Regions from separate parts of the Hordeum vulgare genome. Here region 1 is linked to region 2. The links are chromatin contacts, called in public Hi-C maps. All regions are on one chromosome and are shown on one strand. Each heading gives the region's core, a stretch centred on a gene start, on an enhancer-like site or on the middle of the called end of the contact. The rest is flanking DNA. Distances are from core to core; before and after follow the strand shown.

Region 1 (3,983 bases), core at 625-3,124, 700 kb after region 2:
GGTGGGCCTAGACTACGACATTGGAGGCTAGTTCGGGGGCTACTAAGGGAGTCCGGGACTAAGGGGTCCTCGTGCCGCCTATCTATGGGTCGGACTCCCGGGCCTGTTCGGTCATCATTAGAAGTATGAGAATCAAGATGGACTCTTTCGAAGACTTGGCGTACGATCCAAGGCAACATAGTAATCGGCATATTCCTTCCCTATTGTAACCGACTTTGTATAACCCTAGCACCCCTGGTATCTATATAAACCAAGGGTCATAGTTCGTAGGACACATTAAGCTCATCATGATTAGGGTTTAGACAACAACATCTGATCTCGAGGTAGATCAACTATGTACTTTGTACTACTTCATCAATACAACAAGAGCAGGGCATAGGGTATTACCTCCATCACGAGGGTCCGAACCTGGGTAAAACATCATCTCCTTCGTCTCATATTACCCATCGACCCAAGGTCCGTAGTTCAGACCCCCTACTCGAGATCAGACAGCTTTGACACCGACAACGGTCACCACTCCACCTATCTATCTCTCACTCTTCCTCCAACCCATCGACATGAACTCCGGTAGCAAGTCGAACCCCAACCCCATCTTCAACCCTTTTCCCCTGGGGCATTGGATGGAGGGCATTCTTTCTAGGGTGCTCACTCGGTAACCGTACCAAGTTTGAGAACAACATGGAAGTGTGCTCAAACTTCAGTAGCATGGAAGAGCTGCACAAAGAGTCAGACGTTGTGATGAAGAAGGACACGTCGGAGGAGTTGAAGACATTGATTCCTGACCCAGGGAAGGGCGCTATGTGAGTCGACAAACTTCTTTGGGCCATGAATTAGGCCGACTCCGGCGACGTTGGACAGAGGGCAAAGTGGGCCAAGTAAAGATAGTACCGGCGTCCTCATGATCATCGTGCGACAGTGTACTTCACCACAAACACTATGGTGGTGCCATTGGAGGAGGATCATGAACCGATGGTATGAAGGTGGAAGAAGATGCTGTGGCCATGATTGTGAGGGTGCGGAACGAGGGCACCGAAGCATGCCCATCGAGCTGGACTCCGATGAGGAAGAAGAGACGAAGAAGACCAAGACCAAGGCCAAGGCCACCCGCCGCTCCAATCGCCTCTGGGGTCCCCGAGGATAAGATCTGTGCGTACCGTGTAAGATGAACCCTAATCGCATCCCTATTGTACTCAATACGGATCGGGAACTTCATATTTACCGCTAGCCATGACGATGCTATGATACCCCGATTCCCCGTTCCCTAACGCGGATCGAAACTAAACCCGAATCGAATGCAAAGTAGTAGGTGCGGAGGGGAAAAATTGCTTACCGCCATTGCCGAAGTGTTGCATCACGGATGCCGGTGAAGGTGACCGGAGGTCGACTTGCTGTTCTCCGATCTGCTGCACACTGCCTTCGCCGTAGGTGAGTGGAGAGAGGGAAGAGTAGAGTGGGGAGAGAGATCGATGAGCGTAATAACTGCCATCGCTTCGGGAAGCAACGTAGCTTCTCGGGTGGCTCCTCGCGTGTAACCCTCACCGTCCATGTGGCTCGATAGGGCCTCGCTTGCGAAAAACTGCCGATTCGAACAATGCCTCATGAGACAGACCCAAAACTGCTTTAAAGTTCATGTGATGTAAATTTAATAATATATGCTCACAATCAATCAATCTGTTTTCTTCTCGCAGGGTCCAAGTTCTGATTAGACCCTACAAAACAAACAAGCCCTTGAAAGCAAGCAACAACGACGGTGTACCCTGTTTTAGAAGAACCCGTTTCCCTCGTGCTCCATTCCCGACTTCGGCACACGAACACCGACAAAGTGGCTGCCACAAAGTAACTAACCCGAATAATAATATTCAGCCAACTGACGGTGGAGAAGGGCAGGCTTTGCGGCCTAAAGAGGGGAGAGAGAGGAGAGGAAAAGGGGGGCAAGGCAAGGAACCCAGAGGCGTCCTCCTCCGCCCGTCTATAAATTCCTCTCCTTCCCTCGTCTTTATATAGGAGGCATCAAACCCAAAGAGGAGGAAGAACACCAAGGACTCACTACCAGGCGCCTCTCCGCGATCCAAATCTTCCCGGGAGAAGTTCTTGGCTGATCTCTTCCTCCTCTACCGCCTCCGAGGGTATGCCCCCTGCACCGTGGTTCTTGCTTCATCTCTATGGCCTGTTGTTGATCTGCGGTTAGTTCTGTATAATCAGGATCCCCTTCTGTGGTGAGGATCTGTATGGTTATAGATTGATCTTGACTTGCGATCCTGTTATGCTCTTCCGTGCTTCTTTCTTAGGCCGTTTAGGGATTCATTTAGGGTCGAGCCGGGTAGGTATTCTTGGATCTTGTTCTCTTTCGACACCTATTCATAAGGTCGTGTGTTCTTATATATACTGTACAATCGCGTATTGATTGTGATATCTATGATGTTTTTCTAAAGAAGATTAGAGATTCCAATCCTGATGCTATTTTTCTGCACAAACATAGCATGATTAGCTCAATACAGGTATTTTCATTTCGTAGAAACATCTTTTTGAGCAAAGGGTATAAATTTGTCAGGACAACTAAATTATGTTAAGACCAGCACTGCACATGCCTGTACATATTAAGACATGCTATTTGTGATTTTGAACTTGGAAGAAACCTTTTTTTAGGAAAAACTCGCAGTATGTACTACCTAAGAAAATCTGAAGGAAACAACGATCATAAAGGATGATAAAATTCACATATATAAGAAAACTGTAAATAATGGTAGAAGACATCAAAGCTCGCCGCACGAATCGTGCAGGTTGCTCGACTAGTTTTGGAAAATTGTTCAGTAATCATTTAGGTCCAATAAGAACAGTGCTGATTGCTTGTGGTGTAAGGCATCAGTTTGGCTTTGACTGTTGTTCCTTGGTTTCTGTATAGAAATACCTCACTGATTCGATGATTTTATCTTTCTTTAATTTAATTTAACTGTGCAAAATAAGTACCTCTGATGCAAATTATTTTGTCAGTGGTCAAAGCCATGGACTGCTTGCTTGTACAAATGAGAAATTATGAGGCTGTCATTCACCTCTCTGTACCGCATGCCCTAATGATTCATTTTCTTACTGTGTACAGTTCTTGGTGTAGCTTTTGCCACTCTCACCAGGAGTTTTCATGTCTGATCTCGACGTTCAGATCCCAACTGCCTTTGGTATGCCTGTCGTTTTCCATCCCAAGTATACTTGAAATTGCTTGCATTGTTTGGAGTGTCTTGCTTAATTGTTTTGCTGCTACATACAGACCCCTTTGCCGAGGCGAATGCTGGGGACGCTGGTGCAGCTGCCGGATCAAAGGACTACGTGCATGTACGCATCCAGCAGCGTAATGGTCGCAAGAGCCTGACCACTGTCCAGGGTCTGAAGAAGGAGTTCAGCTACAGCAAGATCCTCAAAGACCTCAAGAAAGAGTTTTGCTGCAATGGTACAGTTGTCCAGGACACAGAACTTGGACAGGTGTGTTGAAACAACGAGCAAACTAACTCGTTATCCCTTACCATGTCCATTTTTTTCACAATTTTCTTGTGCAAGCCAGTTATCTTGATCATTGCTGTTGTTTTCCGCTTTAGGTCATTCAACTCCAGGGTGATCAGAGGAAGAACGTCTCAAACTTCCTTGTCCAGGTAAACACTTTTCTCCTTGTCTTACGCTCGGTACAGCTGCAGTTGACAAACATGGATGAAGATGTCTAATATAATGTGTCGACGCAGGCGGGCATTGTGAAGAAGGAACACATCAAGATTCATGGTTTCTGAGCAACTGCCAGCTCCTTATCAGAGTCTGCATGCAAAGCAGCTAATATATATTGGTGGTGCAGTATATTTAGTTGTGTGCTAGCGCTAGCAGGCGCCACGCTTGCGCCTTCTGAGTATACACAAAGTCTAGCATAGCCACCTCTCTGCGTGCGTATATGCTTACTACCGTTGTGTTGAAGCTTTGTAAGGAGCACCGTATATGCTTACTAC
Region 2 (3,885 bases), core at 787-3,286:
GTACGCAGGGATGGTGATGACGGACCTTGCCTGCAGTGCCTACCACCTAGTGTGTAGCGTTGTACTTTGGGGAGTGACCTCTCGTAGGCTTGTACATACAACTTCTTCTATCAATGCATTGAGACACAAGGCTTTTGAATTTCGTCTAAAAGAACTAACAAACCAGCAAAAGAACATATTTTTTTCTTTCCAAAACTCCTGTTTACCATCATCTATTTAAAAAAATTGCCATCCAAAGAGCCCTCAGAGGTTTATCAAGCAAATGCAAAAGCAGAAAAGAAATGCAAGTGGCCTCAAACACATTCTTTCAAGGTGGATTCTCAAGCAACGGAAATAACCAAATTGCCTAAAATAGTTTGCGCACAGGATTACTTATCATGATAATATAATTAATGAATTAGTGCACACACCTTAATGTGATCCCAGTCCATGTTAACAACAGCAAGCCTATGAGTTTCCTTATCAATCATAGGTGTATCATCATGCCTCGCCATCAAGTAATGAGCAATGTCACTGCCAACAGAGCACTGCAGAAAAAAGATAGCAGGAATTATAAGGAATGCAAGAAACATGTATCTCTTGGCGACAAGAGAAATACAGCTAGTAAAGTGTCCCATCAAGATAGTTTAGTAACCATACGGAAATCCTAGAAATAAAAACACATAACCTAAGAGACCCGTACTGGCAGGCAATAAAACCAACCATGCAGTAAGTTGCAGAAAAAAACCCAGTATATAAGATCAAGAGTCGCAGTTTGAAATGGTTCTTGCAGTCAGATAATGAGATGCATGGCTTACAGAAACACACAACTCTCTGTCTCTAACAAGCATCTCCCAATAAGCTCCACGTTCCACAAGAAAAAAATAACACTACAGCAAGCACAAACATACACCACAAGTTGAAGAAATCCCCATAACTGTAACCTCCATAGCTGGGATTAAAACAGCATCTGTGCTATCCACATGAAAGATTGAATTAAACAGCACATATCAAACAATTACAAACGACCAACCGGACCATACATCTCATATATCAACATAAGGACGTGCTTTTATAGTTTTATTCTCTCCCAATTGACAAGCGAGAGTGGAGAAGGATGCAACCTTTATAATTGCAGAGAATGATAATCAAACGAAAATTCATAGAATTGGATGGGAAACGTCACCTCGTCATCGTCATCGTCCTCCTCCTCCTCCTCATCATCGCTGCTAGAACTCTCTTGTTCAACTTGCTCATCCTCTTCTTCCACCTCATCGTCCTCATCTTCTTGGACCAGCTTCACTTTCTCCTTCTCTTTTTCCTTCTCATCCCCCTCCTCTTGTTTGAGATAGTAATGCAGCATGGGGTTCTCCTTGGCGCCCTTCTTGCGGCGCCTGCCGCGCTTGTCCACGGGCGCCTCCGACGAAGCGAACATCGGGTTGGTCAGCATGCCGTTGAACCTCGAGTCCAGGGCGACCTTCGCCTCCCTCCGCCGCATCGGCCTGAACCTCGGGTCGGTCCGCGCCGCCGCGAACCGCTCGTCCTCCATCGCCCGCTTCATCTTCTCGTCTCCCCGCTTCGCCTCCGCAGCCCCCGCCACCATAGCCTCGGCCTCAGCCCCAGCCTTCTTCTCCTTCTTGGGCTTCTTGCCGTGCTCCTTCCCCTCCTGCCCGCCCTTGTGCTTGCGCTTGGCGTCGTCGCGGAGAGACGCTCCGTCCGCGGCGGGACGCTCATGCTTATCCTTCCGGTGCTTTCTCTCGTCTTTGGAGTTGGATTTCTTGACCTTCTTTTGACCCTTGAGGTCGACGGAGTCGGCCGTCGGCGCCATGGCGGCTGCTCCTAGGGATGGAGCGGCGGTGGCGAGGATGTGCAAAGGGTATGGAGGGTAGCCGGAGTAACGAACGACCTGGACTATATGGATCCTACGTGGGCCGAGGTGGACTACACAAAGATCTGGCCGATAAATGACCGGCACTTTGGCCCATGTTCACAAACAGGCCCCACATGTCAGCAGAATGGTGGTGTCCACTTGTTTATGAGCCACCCCCTCGCTGTACGTCTGATCCAGGCATCATCAATTCGCTAGACGTACCACGACTCATTACGCCCAATCTCACCGGTTTGCCCCATCGCCAAGCCTTCCGCGGCGTCATCGACGTCGCCATCGTCTCGCCGGCGTCGGCCGCTGGGAGAAGATGGCGTCGGCGCTGGACGCGCCCAACCTCGACGATTACCTCCCCGCGGACTCGCTCCCGCAGGAACCCCCCAGGAGTCTCACCCTGTAATAGCCCTAACCCCTGCCACCGCGCCTCGCTTGCTTCTCGATCTCGCCCACTTGATTATCGATTCCAGCCAGATTGTTGAGGCATTTGATGCGGTTTTTCAGGCGCGATCTTCTGGACATCTCGCCAGTGCTCACCGAGGCAGCGGGTGCCATCGTCGATGTGAGTGCTTTATCTGATCCTTTTACCTTCTCTCTCGTTTCCTGTGGGAATGTACGAGGTCAGTAGTCGTTTCTAGGCTTATGATCTGCAAGGTTTAGGATAACGAGAAACGGGCCTCTTTCACCTCTACTATTTGGTGGAAAGGTGTGTAGGAATTATAATTTTGATTTACAAATGTTTAGTCTGTGTGGTTGTGGTTCAGTTCGTGTAGGATTCTAGCATGTTGCTATTATATGGATGTCCTGTCAATTGCCACCTTGATTTAAGACCTCTTGACCTTTTGAGGGTTAGCTTGTTGTTTACTGCCATTATATTACCTGTATATGGCTATTCTACTCAACACATCTCTAGCTGTAGTTTAAGTATTTGACTTAAAATAGTGAATGATCCTGGACTAGATAGAAAGCAATACGGTCAGTCATTTGAAAGACTGTTTTCGTTTTTTCTGTTTATCTAGGAGGAGGTGTTTTGTTATATTTTCCGATTTTTTAACTCTTGAGAATTGCACTGTTAGTATTCACCGTTATGCAATTTTGAAATATTTATTATGAAGGCTTCGGTCTGGCTGAGTGAGCCACTAACTTAAGACTTAGATTATGCGAACACCCAATTGATAGGGCTAACACGTTTCTCCCGCTAGAACCACTGGTGCTTGGATGAGTATTCCTTCGATATAGTGATTGTATTGTAGATTACAGAAGTTCTTCCCATTGTTAAGTTCAACTTTCCGATCGGATGAAAAATCGTCTAACTGCTGATCTTTTTGTTTTGCTCGATAAAGTCAACTTTTTACGAAGTGATGATAACCCAGTAGTTAGTACTGTCACAACTCCTCCTTAGTGGTTGTTTGGATATAGGGAATTAGATGTGAGATTTCAGAAAACGAGTTTTTGGAGGATTTTTAGTTATTCTGTTAAGGGCAACTCCTACGCGTGACCCCAAACGGACATCCGTTTTGTCCGAATTTCGTCCGTTTGGGGTGGCAAAATGGACGCCCATGTTTGGTTTTGGTCGTCCGCAGGTCGGGGCACCTAACGTGCGTCCGCATCCTAAACCTGTCTGTGTTGGACTTAAAATAAAAAAAACACTTAAAAAGCATTGAAAATAAAAAAACATTGCAAAATAGCTTAAAACATAATTAATGAACTTAAAAAATCCACCATAGTCACGGCCCACGCACAATACTTAATATAAACTTAAAAACATAAAAAAAGATAATGCGGCCGCCCTGCGTGTTGCAGAAGCCGCCGTCGTCGCTCGTCGTCGTCTTCAGGCCCCACCATCCTCGTCGTTGCTCGTCAGGTTGATGCAGGGTGGGGGCGTCCAGAATGGGTCTGGCGCGTGTTGTGCAGGCTGCGGCGGCGACGGTGGTGGTGGTGGTGACTGCGGCGCCCATGTACGCTCCTCCGTGGCCTCCTCCTTCACCTCCATCTTCACCTCCTGCTTCACGTCTAGCTCCGGC

The links. Hi-C and Micro-C count contacts between places; a contact is called where the count stands out from the background.
Region 1: a Hi-C map of seedling shows a contact between it and region 2, with 3 times the contacts expected there. The contact joins the promoter of LOC123425842 here to the promoter of LOC123425835 in region 2. A contact is called at or near these places in 2 of 6 Hi-C or Micro-C datasets (leaf and seedling).

Annotation. Positions count from the first base shown.
Region 1 is chr2H:202,109,196-202,113,178 of MorexV3_pseudomolecules_assembly, forward strand. It overlaps LOC123425842 (protein translation factor SUI1 homolog), which reads left to right and starts at 1,875. Exons shown (of 5, transcript XM_045109586.1): 1 at 1,875-2,126; 2 at 3,098-3,173; 3 at 3,263-3,474; 4 at 3,588-3,641; 5 at 3,729-3,983. The coding sequence starts at 3,137. The coding sequence ends at 3,773.
Region 2 is chr2H:201,410,378-201,414,262 of MorexV3_pseudomolecules_assembly, forward strand. It overlaps LOC123425835 (glycerol-3-phosphate acyltransferase 9), which reads left to right and starts at 2,037. Exons shown (of 13, transcript XM_045109577.1): 1 at 2,037-2,260; 2 at 2,366-2,423. The coding sequence starts at 2,175. LOC123425834 (pre-rRNA-processing protein ESF1-like) reads right to left here and starts at 1,863. Exons shown (of 7, transcript XM_045109575.1): 1 at 1,166-1,863; 2 at 411-527. The coding sequence starts at 1,807.